Linked DNA regions of Mus musculus: all the other regions are linked to region 6. Evidence: chromatin contacts called from public HiChIP or PLAC-seq and promoter capture Hi-C data. All regions are on one chromosome and are shown on one strand. Each heading gives the region's core, a stretch centred on a gene start, on an enhancer-like site or on the middle of the called end of the contact. The rest is flanking DNA. Distances are from core to core; before and after follow the strand shown. Region 1 holds the start of Vmn1r192 (vomeronasal 1 receptor 192). Region 2 holds the start of Zkscan8 (zinc finger with KRAB and SCAN domains 8). Region 3 holds the start of Mrs2 (MRS2 magnesium transporter). Region 4 holds the start of BC005537 (cDNA sequence BC005537). Region 5 holds the start of Vmn1r199 (vomeronasal 1 receptor 199). Region 6 holds the start of C230035I16Rik (RIKEN cDNA C230035I16 gene). Region 7 holds the start of Pgbd1 (piggyBac transposable element derived 1).

Region 1 (3,053 bases), core at 391-2,890, 1.2 Mb after region 6:
CGCTTTATCAGTCCTCGGGAAGAGCCCAACTCAAATGTTTCTGCAAATTGCTTTGTCAGTTTATATCTGTGATTAAAGTGCAGTTTTAAATCAACAGTTTCCTTGAGCAACCTATGATCTTTTGAACAGGCACTACACTAATATTTACATAAAGCATACAAACTGGTGTTTCTGAGGCCTGCTCACTGCCCTGTGCAGGAAGGGAAAATATACACAGGCAGCAGAGCCTTCTGAAGGCAGGGACAAGGATAATCTTAAGTGATAAAGCACTAAACAGATGCTATGAGGCATGGGGAATGGGCAAAGATCAGTCCTGGATAATACAGCACATATTACTGTGGAAATGTAAGCACCAAAGTCAACATGTCTTTGGGAGGGTTTCAAAGTAATTCAGAACTGATTTTGACGTAGATGAAATGTTAAATTGTGAAGGACAAATTGAAATTAAGGTTGTTGTGTGAAGTTCTATGTGTTTTGTGAGGTGTGATACAAATGGAGTAAGTTTCAGCCTCCAAGGCTCATTTTTTACTGCAATAAACAAAGTGAAAAAAAAGAAAAAGGAAAAACAGAGAAACTAACATACCATTCATAAAGTGATTACATTCACAGTGTGAGATATTGGGGAGGTCTGGCAGGCTGACAGATTTCTGACTAAATACATCACTAAACTAAACCCATCTTAAAACAATCGGGAAGGTACACCTTTGTTAAGACTCTTCGAGAACAGTTTTGTTGGAGTTTTGTTAGGGGAAGTGTTCCCAAGAGACATGGTAAAAACAGGATTAAGCTGGGCGTGGTGGCACATGCCTTTAATCCCAGCCCAGGCAGAGGCAGGCAGATTTCTGAGTTCGAGGCCAACCTGGTCTACAAAGTGAGTTCCAGGACAGCCTATACAGAGAAATCCTGTCTCGAAAAACAAAACAAAACAAAACACAGGATTAATTTAATTTGTTAATTAATTAAGGTAAAAAAGAAATCACTTTCACTATAATTCCACACATGCATTTTGGGAACACAAATTTAATCACAGTTAGTCCCACTTTGAGGCCATTAATCTAGATTTTCATACCCTGACTAAGTCATTAACCTGTGTATAATTTATGGTCAAGGGGCCTGAGAAGAGGAGATACCATATCATCTCAGCTGAGAACCTGGTCCACTTGACCAAGCACAACTTTCTGAGAAGCCACAAGCTTTTTATGAGTTCAACAACATTTGAGTGATGGTTGCATATGGGTCAGTGAAGAGGCCAGGATGAAGCACAAGACAGTCTAGTAGCCTGAACTCACACTGGGTGACATGAAGGAAAAGGAAGGAGCCTGCCAGGCCAATGCTCAGGACTCTGTTGGTTTAAAAATGCCAAAGTGATGCCATGCATAAAGCTTTTGTCTGGGAAGAACATGGTCATGTGAACTTGAGGAACAAAGGATTGTCGTGAAATGCAGGAAACTATCAGGTTTATGCCCTGATTTTAGCCATCATCACTTCCACGGGAAAAACAAAGACTGTGATCAACCATCCTCAGGGAAAGAAACATATGAATTTACATTGCTGAGACCATTATTTTCATCAGAATAAACATAGAAAATCTTACATGTGTTAAGGAGATTATTCCTACTGTTATGCATAAAGTCAGAAGATGAACTGGAATAATATTATCCACACAATAATCTTTCTTTCTCTGACTGGACCTGGAATTCTGGGAAATACCCTAATATTTGTGAGACATATATACATGCCTGCCTTGTGGATTGAGAAAAAGCCTGTTGACCTTATTCTCATCCACTTGGCTTTTTCTAATATAATCATTATTTGTAGCACAGGGATCAGAGATATAGCCACAGTGTTCTATTTCAGAAACTTCCTAGGTGATACTGGTTGTAAAACTGTGGTTTATCTGGCAAGGATGGCACGGGGCCTCTCCATCTGCACCACCTGTCTCCTCAGTGTGGTCCAGGCTATCACCATCAGTCCCAGGACTGCCCTTTGGACAAAGCTCAAACCACAAACAGCATGCCAAGTTCTTCCCTTTATCCTTGTCTTTTGGATTGTTAATGTTCTCATAAGCTCCAACTTGCTCTCCTACATCAAAGCAGGCAGTAGCTTGAACAGGTCTGTAGCTGCAACATTCATTGGCCACTGCTATATGCTCCAATCAAGACACATCATCAAGTGGTTTTTCCTCTCTCTCATGACTCTTCGTGATGTCATCTTTCAGAGTCTCATGGGCTGGAGCAGTGGGTCCATGGCTCTCCATCTGTATAAGCATCACAAGCATGTCCTCTACCTTTACAGCTCCAGGTCTGCAAACAACTCTGCTCCAGAAATCAGAGCTACATGGAGGGTTCTCACTCTTATGACCTGCTTCCTTTTCTTCTATTGGGTAGATTTCATTCTCTCCTTCTACACAGGTTTTTCAGTGACACATGATTCTAGTTCACTAAATATGAAAACATTTTTAGAACTTGGTTATGCTAGTTTCAGCCCCTATGTTCTGATCAGCAGAGATTTTCGTGTTCCTAATGTCTTGCATGCCCACTAAGAAGTACAAACATATATTCTATATCTAATCTCTATGAGCTAAAGGTGTATGCATTATAAATTGCTTTTCCATATTGAATTTTAGATATGGGGACATAATGTTTGCTATGCACCATAGATTGACCTGGCAGTCTGCATGCAACAGAAGCTGATTTTGAGGTAACTCAGCACTCTAATTGCTGGGATTGCAGCATTCCTCATCAAACTGTCATTTGCCTTAATATTCTATTTATCACAGTTAAATATTATATTAAAATTAAATATTATGGGAATAGAGTTCCTTTTCTAAAGCACCCTGGTACTGCACAATCTTAAGTCCTATTGAGGGTTTCTAGGCAAGTTGAAAGTGGATTCTTACCATCTTCCTATTCCATCATCTCTGCCATGTGATTTCTCCTTTTATGTGTACCGGGTAAATGCTAGAGGTAAAACTTCTATCAGAAATTGCTATTGCATTTTTTTCCAAAGACAGAGCATGAAAAAAATAGTTAGGTGGTGTCTTAGGGTTGCTT
Region 2 (2,921 bases), core at 1-2,500, 1.9 Mb after region 6:
TCAGTGGGCACAGAGGTGTTATTAAACATCAGAGAATCCATATAGGCTAAAACCCTATGGGTACATAAAGTGTGGAAAGCCTGTATAAGTTAGGCTCTAACTAGGTATCAGAGAATTTATAGAGTAAATTAGTTCTACTAAAAAGAGAACAGTACCAAAAATTACTTAGTGCTCAGGATTAATAGACAGAATCTACCTTAGAGACCACGAGTGCCCATAATGTGGGCAAAACTTCAATCATCATTTAAAAACTTGAATCAAAGAATATGAGTCAAATATTCTTTTATTTCTAATTTAGTTGTTTTGAAAGAGGAATCAACTTCAGAAGGCTTTAACCTATTTGTATTGACTTACATTTATAATACCAATTTTATAATCCCAAATTTATAATCACTTGATTTATGCTTTTAATCCCAACACTTGGGAAGGTGAGGCAGGAAGTTTGCCCTGCGGCCAGCTAGGGCTACAGAGAGACTTGATCTAAACTAGCAAAACAACAAAATGTAACCCTGTCTATTGTGTTCACTTGTGACCCAAGCTTGGCAATTCCTGGCTGAATATGACTTCTCCCTTCTGTTCTAGTTCTTTGCTTGTCCATTCGTTTATATGACACTAGGTAAGACATTCACATGTCCTCTGCCTCATTTCCTCGAGATGAGAATGAGATTCACCAACTCTATCTCAACAAGTTGAAACAGATAAAAGTTGTCTTTGACATTAAAAAGTAAACCAATGTTCATTGTTTTCCACCAATTTTCTATTTAAATTTTAAGTTAGGGGTCTGGTTATTTTGTAGACGTTTTGTTGTTTCCAACCATAAGTATCTGGAGGATGAGAACACTCATAGTCAAAGAGAAAGCAATGGTCAGTAGGAACTTTATAAATATACTACTGTTCCTAGGAACTACAAAGGTTTAAATTCTTCAATACGCAGTGAAAGTTGGGAATTTGGAGTAATCATGAAGCATTAATGGGAAAGCACAAGGTAACTAAGAAGAATAAAGAGAAATCCGTTAAGTATACTCCTGAGCCCAGCGCAGGCCTCTGGATCTGTGATCAGCCACCCAACTCTTAAACTTGTCACCTGAAGCCCGAGGCTGGCCAGACAAAAGCTTAGGTGACTTAAAGCTATGTCACTCCTCAGGATGTCCCGCATAGCCGCCCTCCACCTGGTGTAGCTGAGGGCGCTCGGTCCTTTTGCTGGCCTACCATAGAGCTGTCAGACCTCCGAGCTTCCTAGAGAGCTTCCGGAAGTGGCTGTGGGGCAAGATGCGTGCTGCCCGGCTCTGCGGCTCCAAGGGTTTGGAACTTAGCGGCTGCAGGGGTCCCGCTCGGGTTCGGTGTCCGTCGCGTCTCCTCGCGCGCTTCCCTGTCCGCGCTGTGCCGCCTCCCGCCCTCGGGCAGCGTGGGGAGCTCTCGGTGAGTGCGCTGGGCCGAGCAGGGGCGCTCGGGCAGCGGAGGCCCGAGAGCGGGGAGCGGGTCGGTTCAGGGCCTGCCGCCGCTGAGCAGGCCGACACCCGGCCCCAACTTCCTACGGGATGGCTCTCCTCATCGCCAGTCATCATGTATATAATTTTGCACTCGCTCTTACTTGTAAAGCCGGCCCGTGTACCAACTGTTTCTACTCAGCAGTTTTGCCGATCGGTCTCAAAATTCATTTTTAAAGATAATAATTTTTTTCTTTTGAAGCCTCTACCCCACGTGGAAATCTTTGATTTTTTTTTTTTTTGTTACTCTTTTTTTTTTTTTTCTACCCATAAAAGAAGTATATTATGAAAGTAGTTCATGTAATGGCTGAACAGTTGTATGCAAAAGAAATACTTTAAGTAATTCTGGGGTAACAAAATTAAACCTTATTCAGAATACTTTGCTTACCTAGTTTATTAAAGCTAACTGAAATAGAATCTTGAAAATTCGGTAGGTTCCCATTCCCAAAACTCGGGTCATTCATGAGTAATCTCTGTTGGATTTCTAAGACGTTGACCACCACTTGACCACATACTTCTATTTGTCCGATTCACTTAAGTATTGCTATGCAGCAATCATCATTTTAGTGAATGTGCACGTTTTGAGTTCCTTGTGGTTAAATATAAAAATGTCAGTCTTAAAAGCATTCATCAAAGCAACTTCCTTGAGAAGCCCATAGCCACGCTTGTGCGTCTGGCCCTCTCCTGAGTGCCTTTCTCCTAACCCTCATGCTCAAGCCTTATTAAAATAACTTTTAAAATCTCCAAAACAAACAAACAAAATGAATGAATGCCATTTCAGATAACTACAAAGCATGTTTGTTTCATCTACTTCTTCTTAATCTCTAAAACCTGGAGATTATCATTCCTGGTTTGTATTCGGTTCTCAGACATCTCTCAAGTTTAATTAATCAGAAAGGAAAGTACATCTCCTGCATCTCTTGAGAAGCCAGTATTTGAGTTGTGCCTTCCTTAGTTTTCAAGGCTTTAACATTTTCGATCCCGAATAAGCCTAAGATTGTTGCCTTTCCGTTCATAAGGCAATCATCCTGACCAGATGTTCTTCAAGGATGGTGTGTAGGGATCAGTGTTTCTCTGTAGGTACTTTCCAACACTGCAATGTGTATGCACAAAATTATTAGAGAGGAGAATGAAATGGCCATGTATGTTGGTGCATGCCCGTAATTAATTGCATGCTGTACTAGGGTTGGGAAATCACCAGTTTGAAAACAACCTTAGAGAATTTTGTTTTGTTTGGGGAGGATAGGTAAGGTCCACTCATGCCACAGTACCGTAGTGGAGGTCAGAGGACAATTGCAGGAGTCTGTCTTCTCCTTCCACCTTGTGGGTTCTGGGAAAGTAAACTCGGGTTGTCAGGCTCAGCAGTGGGCACCTTTATCTCCTGAACGGTCCCTCAGAGCCCCGTGTCTTTTTAACAGTACACCAGTCATATTG
Region 3 (3,349 bases), core at 773-3,272, 1.6 Mb before region 6:
TTTATTTGGTCTGGAAGCTTTGCCCTCTGCCATAGTCAGTAGCTCATGACTCCTTTCTAAATAAAATTGTCCAGAACACTGGTGTTGACTCCAAATGTCCCAAACCAAAAGATCTCTTACATCTTTAATAAGCTTTTGCCAGGCAACCCAAAGAACTTAGAAGGAGAGGGATCTCCGAGCTTCGCAGCTTAGAGGAGGTGCAGGATAGGATGTGAGGCCCTAACCCTGGAAGCGGATCCTACCGGTCAACCCCACCTTGAGGCTTAAGCAGCGTAAAGTTCAATCCCACCTTGAGGTGTAGAGGGGACTAGTTAGGATACAAGGCAAGATGGATCCCCTCTGCAGGAGACCGATTGATTTTGTTTTTCGGATAAGGCTAGCCTGGACCTTACTATGTAGCCGAGGCTAGCCTTGACTCTAGTTGCTCAGCTTCCATTTCCCATGGGCTTAGGTTATAGCACATACCACTACACCCAGCTTGACGTTGGTTTGATTTTTTTTTTCAGATAGAATACTATAGTCATGGGTGGGTTTTTTTGTTTTTGTTTTTGTTTGTTTGTTTGTTGGTTTGTTTGTTGGTTGGTTGGTTTGGTTGGTTTTTCGTTTTGTCTTGTTGCAGTTAACCTGATGTGCTGTTTGTCCATTTTCTCCCTTAATTTGCAGTGGCTTTACCTTTTCTTTTAACAACTTCATGGTGGAGAAAAGTCCTAGATTTGGTGCTAATTCTAGGGCTGGATACAATGACCTAATATGTGCTTTACTGCTCAGACAGTTTTGAGTCCTGAGTAACAACGTGCCACATTGGCCTGACATGTCCAAGGTGTTCTGTTCAATGTCCTAACCCTGCTTTTAAAAACCTAAATAAAGCCGGGCATGGTTGGCGCACGCCTTTAATCCCAGCACTCGAGAGGCAGGGGCAGGCGGATTTCTGAGTTCAAGGCCAGCCTGGTCTACAGAGTGAGTTCCAGGACAGCCAGGGCTACACAGAGAAACCGTGTCTCGAAAAACAAAACAAAATAAAACAAAAAACCAATAAACATAAATTGGACTATTAACAAGACCATGTGTCTGAACAGCTGCCAGCACTTGCCCAATGTTTTTCAAAGGTCATGTCATGGTGCGGGGTAGGGGGCGGCGGCAATGAAGTGTTTTTTAAATAATTATTTTTCTTGAATGACTATTTCCTGGCACATGTTTTTCAAAGATTTAGCACATCAAAGTTCTAATGAAGTGAAACCTCTATCATGTCCTTTCTGTACATTCAAGGCTCGTCCTACTAGCAATGCTTAAAGTACTTCTAGCTCTCGGTGTCCAAGCCAAACATCCATGGTCTCTTCTGGAACTTTCCTTTTGTCCACAGCTTCCCACTGTTCTACTCAATCCTTAGTGCCCGGCAAGATAAATAGTCCAACATCCCCATAGCTCCATGTTCATATATCAGTGAAGAAAGTTCTGAAACTCAAGTCTGTCTTTAGTATTGTGATGTAAACAACAAGTCTATTGACAAATATTTATTTTCTCTGGGGGCGGGCTGAGGGGTGTGATTAACTAGACTGATATCAAGTAGTGCAGACTGGCCTTACACTCTAGTTAAGAATGACCTTGAACTCTGGAGGGATTGCAGCTATGCGCCAGCACACTGCTCGCTTGGGCTTTTCCTTGTTCTACAGCAAAAGCTTAACGCACTGTCCCTTCAAAGTGAGTTTTAAACACAGTAGCCTTAAATAAAACTTATTTGATTTACTAATAGTGGTAACTTCCTCATCTCCCAACTGTATATTTGTGCATACATAGATACATAGGGGACCTTTCCAGAAAGTAGAATCAATCCGCAGCTCCTCGAAACAATGGACACTTTCGGAGCTGAGCTGCTTTGGTCAGTCTACCTTCACACTTGCACGTCCTGGCTCTGTTACGGACGCAGACCGGGTCGGCAGTCACCAGACACCACGCCGGAGCATGCGTGGACGGCAGCGCGCAGGCGCGGGACGGCTCGCGCAGGCGCGGTGCGCGGTTGTCGCGGTGAGCCGGTTGACCCGAGTTCCGGCATGTCGGACCGGCGTCCTGGGGCGGCTTCCCGGTTGCCCGCGCGCCATGGAATGCCTGCGCTGCCTGCCCGGGCTGCTGCCCCGCGCCGCGCAGCCCCGGAGGGCCCTGTGGACGGCGGTCGCGCGCCTGAGCCTCGCTGCCTGCGGCGGCCGCGCGACCCCTTTGCGCTCCCGGAGCCCGAAAGCGTCGAGCACAGCCCGCGCTGCAGGTACGCGCGTCCCGCGGGGCCCCGGCGGCCTCTGTCCCGCCTGCCCTTGGCCCCGCCATCCTCACCGCCGCTCGGCCTTGCCGGGCTCACCCGGCCCTCAGTGCTCCGGCCAGCACTGCGAGGACTTGATTGCGGTTTCTTGCTTATTGGGACAGGGTCTCCTTGTGTTGCCCAGGCTGGCCGCCAATTGACAGCAGTCCGGTCTCATCCTTCTGAATGAAGCCGTTAGAAGCGTTAACCGCCTCATTGGCTACTTTCGTTTGTTTTGTTATTGTTTTAAAATTAGCATTTAAACGGCCTTCTCTGAGTTTGTATGTGGAGGTCAGATGACAGCTTGCTCGAATCAGTTGTCTTAACGCAGGGCTTGGCGGCATGCATTTTGCTGGCCATCTGCTCAGCCCAAAGTAAAGGGTTTATGACAGCACTTTTATACATACTTTTTCCTGAAACCCCCTCATCCTACTGGCCCTTTTACTTCCTTATGCTCCCTTCTATTTTCGTGTCCCAGAATTCTGTTAGGTGGGAGTTTTGTTTGTTTCGAGTCGTGGTCTCACAGTAATCCAAGCTGGCTTGAAACTCTGCTGTGGAGCCCAGACCAAAGTCGATGTTGGGCAGCAGGAAGCTACAATTAGCAAGGTTGGGGTGTTATTAATTCTGTTTATTATGTTACTTTCTTCTGGGCACATTGATACAGTTACATAGTTGCCTTGGAATAAAGTAGGGAATTCCTAGAACTGAGTTTGAATGTGAAGCCAGTGATGAGCATTAATTAACCCTTGGCGAAGTCTACTCTGCAAGTAGCCAGCCAAGGGAGCAAAAAACGCTGGGGGAAGACAGAGGAGTCTTTCTTTGCTGATGCTTTGGTGAAACCTGAGGACAGCGTTTTCCACAAATGTGACTGCACAGAAACAGTCCTGACAAGAGTGGTTTGGGCTACTACTCTTTTTTGAATTGTACTTAAATTTTTCCCATAATGAGCTGCTGTCAGTCAACACCCCCTTCCCCACACCCAGGTCTTTTGCCACAAGCTTTTTTCCTCCCTTGATAATACTTGGGAACCAAGTGGTCTGTAAGACCCAGGAACTTAACTTG
Region 4 (3,207 bases), core at 79-2,578, 1.4 Mb before region 6:
TGACACCGGTCCAATCCTTGAAACCCATTCGCATAGTCCCTTTTCAGAAAAGGGATTAAGAAATTGAGAAAAGGGAGGGAAAATTGTGATGTTGCTTCCCAAATACAGGGAAAAAAAAAATACCCCCCCCAAAACAAAAAACCCAAAAACTGAAAACCACCAAAACAGGGTAGGTGAATGAAACTGAAATCCCCAGTTGGATTTTACCCAGCCAGATCCATGGCTGTAGTACCTGATTAATTCTTAGTTATTTCAGATTTCACTACTGCTATGAACTGTCAGTGCTTTGCTATTGATTACACTTGGTGGTGAGCAAAGAGAAAAGTGCAAAATCAGCAGAGAAAGAAGGGGAGAGGTACAGGGTTTCCCTGCAATCAACTACAGTGTATACCGGGGGTGGACAGCTGTTGCCCAAAGGAGTCATGAGAAAAAACAGCGGAGTCATTACCAACTTCCCCATCACCCACGTTTTCACCCTCAGGCGGCTGCGAACGCTGCTGCCAAGGAGAACCATGATGGCAGAGGGAAAGGGGGGTCTATTAAACGGTATTAATAGTTATTCCGGCTCTGTGATTAGCCCTGATTAATGCCCGGGATCCAAGCACCCTTAGCCCTGCGGTGGGTTCTACATTCCCCGGGGAGCCCTCCGTATAAATTTGACCCCGTTCAAGTTCGGGATGGTAGGGAGTTCGATTATCTTCGTGTGAGCATGGCTGAGGCTAAGGTGGCGGGTTCTCCCACGTCCCAGGCCGGGCCCGGGGATCACCTGCCTTCGACCCCCAGGTCCCACCCACAACCCCTGGCCTTCAGCGGCAGCGACTCACTCGCACCACGGGAGACACTGGATCACTCGGGTTCTCACTCATTTCAATGTGGAAACAATTCCCGCCCGGGTAGAGGAGGCGGGAAGAGAGTTAAGTAGGAAGGATCAGTTGGGAGGAGGGGAAAAGAAGAGAATAATCGTGTTAATAATAATTACTTCTTAAAAGGAAGCCCACCCTCCCACCCCAAAAAAAAGCAAGGAATGAAGTTCCCGGGTTCTAGATTCGCTTTTCCCGTTCAACAGCCCATGTTTCCCGAGTGGGGGCGGCTGGGTGGTTTCCCAAGGGGACAGAGAGGCCGGGATCTAGGCGGCAGGGCGGGGTCCCCGCGGAGAGGAGAGCGGGACTCGCAGGCCGACCGTCGGTGGGCCGTCTAGCCGCAGCCTGCGGGCGGAGCGGCGGCTGCGGAGGAGGAGGCGGCGGCGGCGGCGGGGGCGCTGCTCGTGGCGCGGGCGGGAGCCATGTCAAGAGAACACGACGGGCCGACGGAGCCCCTCCATGCCCGCTGCGCTGCGCTCTGTGGCCGGGCCACGCGCGCTGCTGCCGCCACTCAGCCCCCACCTGGGCCCCATAGTCGGGCTCGGCGCCCCGGGCGGCGACGGAGGGAAGGACGCGGCGCGGGGTTGGTAGGGGGAGGGGGGAGACGGCGAGGAAGAGGAAAGCGCGCGGGAGGGAAGAGGGAAGGAGGGGAGCCCTGCGCTACGGCCTGTCCGCGGAGTGAGCCCGGCAAAGTTGTCTCGGTTCGAGCGTCGGCTCCCGAGGCCTGCTTCGCCCAACAGTCCGGTTCAGGAAGATAGTCCAAGAGAGAGCCCCGACGGATGGGGGGAGAGAGCCGCAACGGAGGAGGAGGTCGAGCGTCCGCGGGGCCACAGCCTCGGTTCCCCCACCCCCCGCACCGGAGTGGCTTCAGAAGCAGCGGCTGCCGCTGGAACCTCCCGGGTCCGGGGCTGAGTCGCGTTTGAGGAAAAGAAACAAGAACAAACAACTTAAAATGGCAGCGACGGCTGCTGCGTCACCCGCCCCTCCGCGGCACCGCCCCGAGCGCTCTACGCCTGCGCGCGCCCCGGACGCTACCATCTGTGGCAAAAACTGAAGGGGGAGGCGGGAAAAGAAGCGTGAAGGTTTTCACAGTTATGGAGACAGAAAAACCGAAAAGCTAGTAATGTGTGACATATAAAAGTCGGTATAAATAGTGAGTAGCTTTGAAATTAGGCTTTCAGTAAGATACTTCTTTTCCTAGGGGTGTTTGAGAACACACATTTCCCCTATTTATCAATATGGAAAGTCCTAAGGCGTGGCAAGGGTCTCCCGCCACTCCCTCCGCCCCTCTGTCCCTCCGTCAGGCTGTCCAGGTCTCCCCCGCCCCGTCCTTTTACGTCATAAGAGCACGCCCCCTACGCCCTCCATGACGAAGCGGAGAGAGTAGCTCCACCCTGGGCTATGCTGGGGAGCGGTAGTTGGACTTAGGGGGTGGGGTAGGGTGGGGGTCCTGTTAAAGCAGCGGTTCTCAACCTGTGGGTCGCACCCCATACGGGAGAATCCAATGATCCTTTTATAGAGGTTGCCTAAGACCATCGGAAAACATTAACATTCATAACAGCAGCAACATTACAGTTAAGAAGTAGCAACAGAAATTTACGGTTGGGAGTCAGCACAATATGAGGAACAGTACTGAAGGATCTTAGCAATGGGGAGGTTGAGAATCACTGCTCCAGAGATGCTCAAAAGCCAAAGCCGGGGAAGTGGGCGGAAAAATGGGTGTTGGAAGGGCCAGAGTGAGGAAGAAACCCGGAAGACTGAAGGGTGGTTAGGGTCATTTTATTATTCCCTAGAAGTCGGCCAGTTGGCAACAACGGAGAAATCATTTCGAGTTAGCGGAATGAAGCTTGCTTGCACCCCAACGAGTATAGCCTCAGTCCATGCGCCTCTATCCTCACCCCTCTTCCTGCACCACCAAGGCGAACGGACCTCGGGCTTTAAGCGACAGAAGCCCTTGTATGCGTTGTTGCTAGGATCGGAAGAGGCAGCCGAACTCTACGTGTGATTCCTCCACCACAGTGAACAGGGATCCCCGAGAACCTCAGACCTACGTCCCATCTTCTCCTGACTCTCTATCCTCAACGGTAAATGGGACACTGGAACGTTTACTGCTGAATCACGCCGTCCTTGACCCCAAAGAGCGCTCATTCGGTTTGTGAGACTCTGGTGTGATAAAAACGAAGTTACATAATTAATCAGCGAAGGTTGATACTCCACATGAACAAAGCCTGGGTGCTGCATTCCTGACTACTCGGTCGAAACTTTTAAAAGTCCAGTCTCCTAAATAGCTGCTTTTCACTTCGTGAAATCAAAATCTATTAGCTGCAATCACCCTTTATCCATAAGC
Region 5 (3,008 bases), core at 461-2,960, 1.0 Mb after region 6:
TTACTTCAGTACCATCCATTAAATCCAGTCAATCACAGGGCATTTGGGGATCTCTTCCAGTCTGTACAGACCTCAGGCATTCACATGCTACATAGTCATAAATGCAGGCAAACTATTGGTACAGAAAATTAATACAAAAAATGTTTTATAAAGTCCCATAAAGAGTAGCCAACAGAGATTGAGATTTCTTTTTTTTTTAAATTGGATATTTTATTTATTCACATTTCAAATGTTATCAGCTTTCCCTTTCCCAGGTTACCCTCCAGAAACCCCCATCCCATCCTCCCTTTCCCTGCTTCTATTAGGGTGCTTGACCACTTATTCACCCACTCCCAACTCCGTGCCCTGGCATTCCTCTATACTGGGGTATCGAGCCTTCCCAAGACCAAGGGCTTCTCCTCCCATTGATGTCCAAATAGGCCATTCTCTGCTACAAATGCAGCTGGAGCCATGGGTCCTTCCATGTGTTCTCTTTGGTAGGTGGTTTAGCCCCTGGGATTTCTTGATTATTGCAATTTGCTAAGATAAACCTCAGTGCAAGGCTTGAATAACCAAGATTATTGTTTGAGAATAATGCATGCCTAAACTGTTGTGTGGGATTTTTTCTTACCCACAATATTGCAGAACTGAGAGTTTCTTCTTCCTTGTTGAACATATAAATAAGAGACATTTTCTCAATTTCTCCCACTGAACATGCCAACGTTCAACCAGAAGCCCATCCCTGTGAATCAGCACCAGGGGACTAAACGTTGCATAACCAAGGGTCAGAAGTTCTCGAGGATTTACCATTAAGGTGTTGTCCTTTGAGGAGAGACTTAAAATTAGGGAAAAGGCACAATCTGTCCAGTAGAAGAAAACAAAACAGAACATCAGAAGGAGAACACTCTGGGCAGCTCTCAGCTCAGGAGGAGTTCTGTAAAGAAGCTTGGAGTTCTGAAGGTAGAGGACATGCTGGTGGTGCTTATAGAGAAGAAATACCATGTAGCCACTGGCCCCTCCCATAGCACCCTGAAAGACTGCATCTCTCAGGACCATGAGAGGGAGAACAATCCCTTTTATTTTCTGACTTGGTAACATAAAATAACAATTATTGCTATCAGTCTTAAATTGTGATATATTCAGTCTTGTACTTGTGATGGAATTTATTAGGTTCATATTTATTAATGCACTGAATAACCAAAAGAATAAGAAGAATGGAAGGATGTGCCATGCAGACTTTGGCCTGAGCATCCTCCATCCAGATGCTCTGGGGCTGATGATGATGGCCTGGACCACAGTGAGGAGACTGCTGGCGCAGAGAGAGAGGCCATGGGCCACCCTTTCCAAGTAAACAATGATCTTACAGCCTGAGTCATCTAGGAAATTTCTCAAACCAAAAGCTACAATAGTCTTTGGCAGTCCTTTTGCAAGAAGGATGACAGTGTTTGTAAAAGCCAGGTGGATAAGAATAAGGTGTACGGGTTTCTTCTCAGGGCTTCCCCAACAACTGAACATGTAATTCACAGAAACAGACATGTTTCCCATAATGCCAAGCACAGTCATGAAGAGAAAAAGTATTTTCTTAATTAACTTCAAAATCATTTCTTCCTTCCTTGTGTGCAGGATGCAAATACATTTTAAAGAAAGAATCAGTAATGCTGGACATGGATCTGAACAGCACATTTTGCATGAGAGCATTTTCTGGTGTTCAAGAGGCAGTGGTGGATGCATGCTGCATGTGAGGTTTCAGAAACATCTCTCTTCCTGTGGGCTCTAGGTTAACCTGTACTAACAAGTGTTTGGTATTTGATTGCTATGTAAATTTTTTTAAAGGTTTTTGATTTAACAGCTCTACACTAGTAAAACTGACATGTTCATGTTTGTGAGTCTGTCTGTCTGTCTACATTTATGCATTACCCTCATTAACTCTCAGCATAGTTGAATTGTACTTCAAGCTTCCCCAAACAAAATTTCTTGTTTCTCCTTGTATTTCTTCATATTTCCTCACCCAGTTCCTAAAGCCCAAGGCTCATGCTGAACCTGTCTGCCTTCCCCACATCACACACAGACACTGGGAAACCCTGCTGCTCCACACCTGCAGCATCTCTCACTTTTAGTTACTTTATCTTTCACATCTCTTTGTTCTACATCCCTTTCTTATCTGCATCTTGATTAGCACAACAATGTCTAGATTTGTACTTGTCTCCTAAGTTTGTATCTTGTATTTCTATATTTTAATATTTTAAAAGTTTAGATATTGACCATTTTGTGATTTCACTCCATACAAATGATTACTGGGTACTTTCTAAAGGCAGTCCTCTATGTCAAGCAAATTGAATAACCTTCTGGGTAGGGCCCAGCAGTTAAGCCTGAATGACCAAAAGATATCCTGAAAAATTCATTTAACCACCAGGTTCCAGGCATGGAGGATGTCTAGCTGAGCTCTAGAATGCTTCCTGGGATACTGGGTAGCAGAGGGCTGTGATACAAGGGGATGTCTTTAGTGCATGTGTGAGGCACATGAGTAAGTTACCTCGGGACCTTTAAGGGAGCATGGAGCAGCTTTGTACCAGTGGCTGGTAAGGCAGATGGAAGAGGGGATTGATGAGGTGTTAGGTATTGCCATGAGATGAGTAAACATGTATGTAAGTTTATGAGTTGTGAGTCCTCATTCTGGCTGTATGCAGCAGAGAAGGTTGGAGTATACAGTTGTGAGCAGGGACTCTCCCATCTAAGAGGTCCTGATGACATTTGCCTCTGTGAGGCCTTGTGAGCAGCGGTTATGTCAGCTTGCTTTACAGCCTGCTTCTCCTCCTGTTTCTTTCCCAACCTGTTTGTCAGGCAGGCTGCTTTGTTCTACACCAATCTAAGCTGATTTCAGAACTTAAACCTCAGCAGTATGATGTTTGGAGCTCCATTCTCATACCGTGGCTATTTTTAGCAAGCTTTGGGCAACTTTCCTAGAATAAGAGCAATCTGGATCGCTTCAGTGTCTCCATGGGTTTGTGTGTTCTGAGTACTTGGAATGC
Region 6 (3,048 bases), core at 214-2,713:
ACATTTTACAACCTAGGGGATGCGAATTTAAAAAGTTATACAGGCGATTTTAATGTGCTGCAAGGGCTTTAAAACGCTGCTAGAGCGTTTCTCTTAAAAAACAAACAAAACAAAACAAAACAAAACAAAACAAATGGCATTGCTGGAAACGGAATGGCAGTTTTAGGGGAGAAATGCAAGAGGAGATTTAGTTCAAAGAAAATACAGAGAAACCCTGTCTCGAAAAATAAAAAAAGAAAAGAAAAAAAAAGAAAGAAAATCTCACCTATCAGTAGCGCATATTTGCTAATTTTGTGCTAATCCTTTTAAACTGCGTTACTCCTGCTCTCAAAATCAGTTACCTGTAGAATCGTGTCAATGAGAGATTAATATTAAGTAAGACAAAGTAATTGACAAAGATTTCAGTTCAACATATCGAAAGTTGTACAAGGGTTTTTGTGCTTGCAATTTCTTGTACCTTCCATCCCATGTGTCAGAACTTTTCTCTAAGCAAATAATTTTCAGAAAGATAGAAAATAGTTCAATTTTTTTCTTTAAAGATAACGTTTGGGCCTCGGATATAAAATATATTAGATAGTCCTGGACTAGGCGTTTCTGCAAGGCACAGTAAGTTCCAACCCACAAGAGCTGGTCCTACATTTCTTTCCATATCTTGGGCTGTATTCCGGGATATTCCAGTGCCGGTAACTGAACTGAAACAAAAAAAGCAAACGACCTAGATCCAAACACCGCTATATACGCTTCCCTGTCTCAACAAAGGGAACGCGTTTGCGCGTTAACAAAGGGAAAGCTGTGAGAACTTGATAGGAAAACAGGAAATACCAACTCCAGAGCTCCAAGCCATTTCCTGGAGAACAGTGTGTGGTAGGAACTAGGCCCTTCCGGGTTGCTGAGAGAACTTCTGAAATTTAACTATAGAGGTTAGAAGTAACGGATTTGGTTGTTCTTGTTCTAGCAGGGTATGATGGGAAAAGAAACAGGCATAAATGCAAAACTGGAGAATGCGGGCATCGATCCCGCTACCTCTCGCATGCTAAGCGAGCGCTCTACCATTTGAGCTAATTCCCCTTCTGATGGTAAGTGGCTGCTACCTTACTCCCTTTTGATAACTGGATGTAATTCAATGCTCGCTGTTATTTTCAGCTCATCAAACAGAAATTGTGGGAGTGGGAGTGGGGTGGGGGTGGGGGTGGGGTGGAGGGGGTGTTAGTGTGTTTGTTGATATGATTTTTTTTATGTCTAATAAAATCCGAACAAGATGATAAAAACTGAAGTGGAGAAAGTAAAATGGAGTATTTAAGAAAGAGTTTCCTGAGTTAGGGTTGGTGTTTTATAATCCCAGAACTGCAGGGAAGGGGAAGAAAGAAGTCCTAAGGCAGGAGAATTGCCCCCTCTTTGAGGCCATCTTGTTTTACATAGCAAAAAGTGAGATTGTGGCTTGGTTGTCACGGAACAGTCCCGGGGTTACTTGCGCCCTCTATAAATGAAAGACGGTACCGCCAGTTCTGGGAATCGCACAGGGGTGCGTACAAATGGACCAGGACGCGGAGAGCACGGAAACAACGGTGCTGGGACCTTGTGCACAGAATCCAGATGCCAGATGGGAATTAAACATTCGGCCGAGAAAAGCAATCTAGTTCCCTGGGCTCGACTTTGACTCACTCCTTGGTCTGCACCAATCCTCACATCCCTCAGGTCCTCTAACTTTTACGACAGTATCCAGAAATCGATTCTTTGGTCTCTACGGCTCCAGAAGGCTCGCTCATCAAGGTCAGTCCTTTGTCTGGCTGTTTTCTTCCTTTTTTCTTTTTCTTTTTCTTTTTCTTTTTTTCTTTTTCTTTTCCTTTTTTTCCTTTCTCTTTCTTTCTCTTTCCTTTCTTCTCTTCCTTCCTTTCTTTTTTTCTTCTTTTTTTAAAATCACTGCCGGAGGCCACATGGCCAAAAGTGAAAGGGTCTGTCCTGGTTAATTTCTCTTCCCTGCAGGCACTGTTTCGAGGAGTTTCAAAATTAATTTTTCCAAAGAAAATATCGAGAAACTGGTAATTTTGTTGAGGTAGAGCCATGGCCCGAAATTCACTGTGTAGTTGAAGATGACCCCGGAGTCATGATCCTTCTGCTTTCTTTCAGAAACGTTCCATTACCTTCGATTAGAAGTGGATACATATATGATTTTGGCCTAAAAAAAAATTTGCAAAAAGGGAGAATGCAAACTTGTCCTTTTCCTTTTGGATTTACGGAGTGCCAGTATCAGGTGTGGTTCCAGGTTCCCGTTCCAGGTTCCAGATAAGGCTGTGGTGAGGTCTCGAGCAGACAAGCACAAGTCCAATTGCCTCTTCTTTTGAAAGTTCGTCAAAAAGACTTCTGCTTGTGGGCTTAATGTTTATTTCTTTAAAACTCAATAAAATCGGAGCAAGATAATTAGAACTAAAAGAGAGAAAGTGAAACATTTAAGTCAGTGATTCTAGAGCCAGCTGTGGGGTGGTGTATCTCAGCAGCGGGGGTGGGTGGTGGGGGTGAGTTGGAGGCCTGCCTGGATAGCTTCATGAATACCAGCTAGTCAGAGCTAGAAAACAAGTCCTGTAAATATGAAGAAATAAATGAATAAACAAATAGGGAAAGGAAATAAAAGAAAAAGAAACACACATCCCGAAATTTGACCCCATGTCTCTGAACTGTGCAAAAAGCCCATACGAGGTCTTTCCAGGGACTTTAGACCACCCGCAACACTAGCTTTTCTCTTTTGCTTATTTATTACAGTCAGGGTTGACAAAAAGAGAATGGTTTTCTGTGGGAAGAAACTCCCTCCACATAAGAGATTTTAAATTTCACATGCTGAAATTGTATAACGAAACCCACTGTTATTCCTCTTATAGTCAGACTTGAGCTGACACTCACCACTGTCTAGATTCTTCCTTCTTATCAGACAGAATCTGCCCAATCTGACCTCTATTTATCCTTCAAATGACTGAGAAGTGTAGGCATGGAACAGGATCAAAAGACTAGCCCATTTCCAAGGCTCAGATCCATCTGCTGTGTGACTACACTCGC
Region 7 (3,152 bases), core at 642-3,141, 2.0 Mb after region 6:
TTTTAACCAAACTTTGCTCTGCACAAAATAAGGCCCTCTTCCTTTGTTAAGATTTGACCTAAGATACACTCTAAGCAAAATTGGGGAGAGCTGCACAAAGGGACTGGCTGAACTGAGAAGAACCTCTCTTGGACCTTTTGCCCACACTTTGCATGTGATAGTTGCAACTTCAGCAGTCATATGGCCTTAAAAACTGATGGCATGGACCAAGGTTAGGTCCTCAACACCACCCAAAATAACAGTGTTAGCGTGTGATCAGTCTCCTTCATGTTTAACTCCGATCCACACCAAACGTGCATGTAACAGGCATTGTAACCCTTGTAATTCCTAAGCCTCAGAAGAAACACAGTCTTAGAACATGCTTTACATCTCTACTGTGGAACATCCTTTTATGCATCACTGTTTGTGTGAAAGTGATGTTCCTTTTCTGGCCTTTCTCTTAGCTTCTCCTTTTACTTCCAAACAGCATGGCCCTTAAAAATTAGAGAACTATCAAAATTTTAAATGCACATTATTCTTCGTCAGTTTGTGTGTGTAATATTTACTCAACAAATATATTTAAAGCAACATAAAAACATAATTATTGATAGTGTAAAGAGAATACTTTTCTATGGAAATAATGATATTGACAGTATTGTAAACAGTCTGTAAAGTGTTAATAAAGTTTCAAAGTAATTTTTGAATAAAATTAAAGCTATAAAAAGAAAGTAAAGATTTTTAAATGGTGTTTCCTACAGCATTACTTAATAAAGAATATAACTAAACCTGCATTATTGAGGATAGTTAAGTAAATTATTGTACCCTATACAACGGAATATTGTTGGGATGTTTATGCTTATGGGTCTGGGAGAGGCTCGGTTGGTAAAATGCCTATGACAGTGGTAGGGATGGTAGTATAGAGCTATAATCCCCCTGGGGGTGGGGGATCCCCAGAGCTTGCTGGCAGCCAATGTAGCTGCATCAGTGAGCCCCAAGATTCAGTAAGAGACCTTGTCTAAAAAATAAAGTTGAAGAGTTATAGAGAAAAGCCTCAGGAATCGACCTCTGGCCTCCATACCCACATGCACATGTGGATGTTCATAAACACTCAAAACAACAATATTTTTCAGCTGCTATAGAAAAAGGATTGCTGTCTTAGCCAAATAATAAAGTGCAAACTTACATTTTGATTTCCGTAAGTGCTTCAAAAGCTATTATTCTCGATGAACAAAACGTTCCCAAATGTCCTGAGAATTTATAAGACATCTCTAGGAAGGTTGTGGTGGTAGATCCGCCAGTAAGTGCTTGCCAACACACCTGAGTTCAATCCTTGAGACCCACAAAGCAAGAGAGCTCCAAGTTGTCATATGATCTCCCAGTCGAATACACAGGAAGTAAATATGGTTAACTTTTGAATTCAAGCTACCTGGGATTTTGCACGCATATAAAATCTGTATACTCACCTTAGGGCTTTGTTGGGTATTTACCCAACTGACTGTCCGCACAAGACCCTGTAAAGGCCAACTCAGCTTTGTCTTTATGGAAGACAGTCTAGGAAAATTTTTCTTTTGTGGTGCTGGGGACCGAACCCAGTAAGTATGTCAAGCAAGAGCGCTCCCTCAGGTACATCCTACAGGGTTTTTTGGTTTTTTTTTTTTTTTTTTTTGTTGTTGTTGTTGTTGAAATGATTTACGGAAATGAGCGCGTGTTTGGTTTCTTCGAAACTACCAGGAGAGGTGCGGGTCAGGAAAACCACGACCTGGCTCCACCGGTGCACCAGAGATTGTCACCAGGCTTCTAAGGAGCACAACGCTTGCCGGAAGTTGCCAGTGAGTCTCCAGCTCCAACTACAGGAAGTGCCCCCTCGGTGCCCAGCTCCGTCTGCAGGAAGTGCCCCCTGTCCTTCATCCCTTTGGACTCCTTCCCGCCGACCTTCATCGTCGCGGGCTCGGAGACTAACAGCAAGAACCGCCAGGCTGTGGCGCTCTGGCCTCTTGGCTCTGGTCGCAGGCTTTTTTCATGAGCTTCGGCACATCCTCACGTCCTCGTAGCACACGTTCCCTAAACTTTTAAGCAGCAAATAGACACCCTTAGCTGCTGGGCGCTGGCGTATATAATTTTAGCGTAGATCTGGGCAGGTTAGAGCCCTGGCGAAGGCACTACAGGTACATCTATTACGTTCGTCCGGTCTTTGTTGGGTATCAGGTACGTGCTGCGATTCTAGTTTATGTAGAGGTCTGCCAGGAGCAGGGGTGGCTGTGCAGTGATCTGCAATAGAAGCTGGAGAACGGAGTACGTGCACCCAGAGGTGCACACCCGGTTGCCACCTGTGTGGCTCAGTTTTCCCATTCCTATTTTAGGTTCGAGGGTAGCCACGATAGATTATGCAGGTACAGAGCAGGTCTTGTGTCAGTAGGAATTTACATTGGAAGGATAGACCAATACAGAGCAGGAAAAAAAACTGTCACCCTGAATTCGAGGAACTGGGAAGTCCATGGTTTTTTTAGTAGGTAGGAACTAACTTCTTTTATTCTAGGATTAACTTTACTCATGGAAAATAATTAGGTGCTTAATATACTTGGTGGTAAACTAAACGGGAGACGCAGGTAAGATTGGATTCTGGGAGTTTGAAGTTAGCCCAAGGAGAAGTTTCTGATGGTTGCCATGGTTTTGTACGTGCGTGTGCGTGTGCGTGTGCGTGTGTGTGTGTGTGTGTAATGGCAGTCTGACCTCAAAGGACGCTAGAAGTTTGTCCTCACCAGCAAGCAAGCAAAGTTTCCTCTCTGAACACCGTTTGCAGCTCTCTAATTCGGTGCAGATGGATGGTTCCTATATGCTGTGTATACAAGACACAAGACTGGTTCCCACTTTCAACATCAGTTCTAAGTTCCACTTTATTTTACCTATGCTTCTGACCCACTGGCTGGAAATCAGGGTTTTTACTAACTGCTCCCAGAGCTCAGATCCCACAGAACTCAGGAAACATGCTTACTGACGTGTTACAAAGCGTATTGCAAAGGATTCAGGTGAAGCAGGGATAGATATCCCTGTGTTTACGAATAAGGGGTGTGGTACTTCTATGCCCTCTGTGGAGGCATCAGTCTCCAACTGTTTGGAAGCTCCACATCCTGCCTTTTGAATTTTGATGGAGACATTATTATATAGACCTAGTT

Evidence for each region. Promoter capture Hi-C pulls out the DNA fragments that hold promoters and counts their contacts. HiChIP or PLAC-seq counts read pairs in DNA pulled down with a chosen protein or histone mark.
Region 1: a contact with region 6 is called in a promoter capture Hi-C map of liver, with 5 times the contacts expected there. The contact joins the promoter of Vmn1r192 here to the promoter of C230035I16Rik in region 6. A contact is called at or near these places in 2 of 39 promoter capture datasets (cranial neural crest and liver), 2 of 115 datasets of contacts at active chromatin or transcription factors (embryonic stem cells and large pre-B cells) and 1 of 9 other capture datasets (pancreatic islet).
Region 2: an H3K4me3 HiChIP or PLAC-seq map of bone marrow-derived macrophages shows a contact between it and region 6, with 9 times the contacts expected there. The contact joins the promoter of Zkscan8 here to the promoter of C230035I16Rik in region 6. A contact is called at or near these places in 8 of 39 promoter capture datasets (the 3T3-L1 cell line, cranial neural crest, frontonasal cranial neural crest and 4 more), 3 of 484 Hi-C or Micro-C datasets (all in CD4 T cells), 5 of 115 datasets of contacts at active chromatin or transcription factors (astrocytes, bone marrow-derived macrophages, embryonic forebrain and 2 more) and 3 of 9 other capture datasets (adipose tissue, macrophages and pancreatic islet).
Region 3: a promoter capture Hi-C map of pre-B cells shows a contact between it and region 6, with 4 times the contacts expected there. The contact joins the promoter of Mrs2 here to the promoter of C230035I16Rik in region 6. A contact is called at or near these places in 1 of 39 promoter capture datasets (pre-B cells) and 1 of 484 Hi-C or Micro-C datasets (B cells).
Region 4: a contact with region 6 is called in an H3K27ac HiChIP or PLAC-seq map of bone marrow-derived dendritic cells, with 9 times the contacts expected there. The contact joins the promoter of BC005537 here to the promoter of C230035I16Rik in region 6. A contact is called at or near these places in 1 of 39 promoter capture datasets (pre-B cells) and 1 of 115 datasets of contacts at active chromatin or transcription factors (bone marrow-derived dendritic cells).
Region 5: a contact with region 6 is called in a promoter capture Hi-C map of hippocampal neurons, with 2.6 times the contacts expected there. The contact joins the promoter of Vmn1r199 here to the promoter of C230035I16Rik in region 6. A contact is called at or near these places in 2 of 39 promoter capture datasets (hippocampal neurons and liver), 1 of 115 datasets of contacts at active chromatin or transcription factors (embryonic stem cells) and 2 of 9 other capture datasets (adipose tissue and embryonic stem cells).
Region 7: a contact with region 6 is called in an H3K4me3 HiChIP or PLAC-seq map of bone marrow-derived macrophages, with 5 times the contacts expected there. The contact joins the promoter of Pgbd1 here to the promoter of C230035I16Rik in region 6. A contact is called at or near these places in 6 of 39 promoter capture datasets (the HPC-7 cell line, cranial neural crest, hematopoietic stem and progenitor cells and 3 more), 2 of 484 Hi-C or Micro-C datasets (B cells and CD4 T cells), 5 of 115 datasets of contacts at active chromatin or transcription factors (astrocytes, bone marrow-derived macrophages, craniofacial prominence and 2 more) and 1 of 9 other capture datasets (liver).

Annotation. Positions count from the first base shown.
Region 1 is chr13:22,186,635-22,189,687 of GRCm38.p6, reverse strand. It overlaps Vmn1r192 (vomeronasal 1 receptor 192), which reads left to right and starts at 1,640. Exons shown (of 1, transcript NM_145845.1): 1 at 1,640-2,542. The coding sequence starts at 1,640. The coding sequence ends at 2,542.
Region 2 is chr13:21,529,443-21,532,363 of GRCm38.p6, reverse strand. It overlaps Zkscan8 (zinc finger with KRAB and SCAN domains 8), which reads left to right and starts at 1,250. Exons shown (of 6, transcript NM_139141.4): 1 at 1,250-1,419. It overlaps Gm32724 (a long non-coding RNA gene), which reads right to left and starts at 1,295. Exons shown (of 5, transcript XR_001780870.1): 1 at 1,210-1,295.
Region 3 is chr13:25,018,990-25,022,338 of GRCm38.p6, reverse strand. It overlaps Mrs2 (MRS2 magnesium transporter), which reads left to right and starts at 2,022. Exons shown (of 11, transcript NM_001013389.2): 1 at 2,022-2,257. The coding sequence starts at 2,095.
Region 4 is chr13:24,799,778-24,802,984 of GRCm38.p6, reverse strand. BC005537 (cDNA sequence BC005537) reads right to left here and starts at 1,328. Exons shown (of 5, transcript NM_024473.3): 1 at 1-1,328.
Region 5 is chr13:22,381,240-22,384,247 of GRCm38.p6, reverse strand. It overlaps Vmn1r199 (vomeronasal 1 receptor 199), which reads right to left and starts at 1,710. Exons shown (of 1, transcript NM_134213.1): 1 at 607-1,710. The coding sequence starts at 1,710. The coding sequence ends at 607.
Region 6 is chr13:23,429,432-23,432,479 of GRCm38.p6, reverse strand. C230035I16Rik (RIKEN cDNA C230035I16 gene) reads left to right here and starts at 1,463. Exons shown (of 4, transcript NR_015492.1): 1 at 1,463-1,770; 2 at 2,128-2,251. n-TAagc13 (a tRNA gene) reads right to left here and starts at 1,068; the gene lies at 996-1,068.
Region 7 is chr13:21,439,792-21,442,943 of GRCm38.p6, reverse strand. It overlaps Pgbd1 (piggyBac transposable element derived 1), which reads left to right and starts at 1,891. Exons shown (of 5, transcript NM_001162920.1): 1 at 1,891-2,184. Zscan26 (zinc finger and SCAN domain containing 26) reads left to right here. Exons shown (of 6, transcript NM_001347491.1): 6 at 1-764. It overlaps 4930470G03Rik (RIKEN cDNA 4930470G03 gene), which reads right to left and starts at 2,473. Exons shown (of 4, transcript NR_151504.1): 1 at 1,443-2,473; 2 at 1,163-1,308.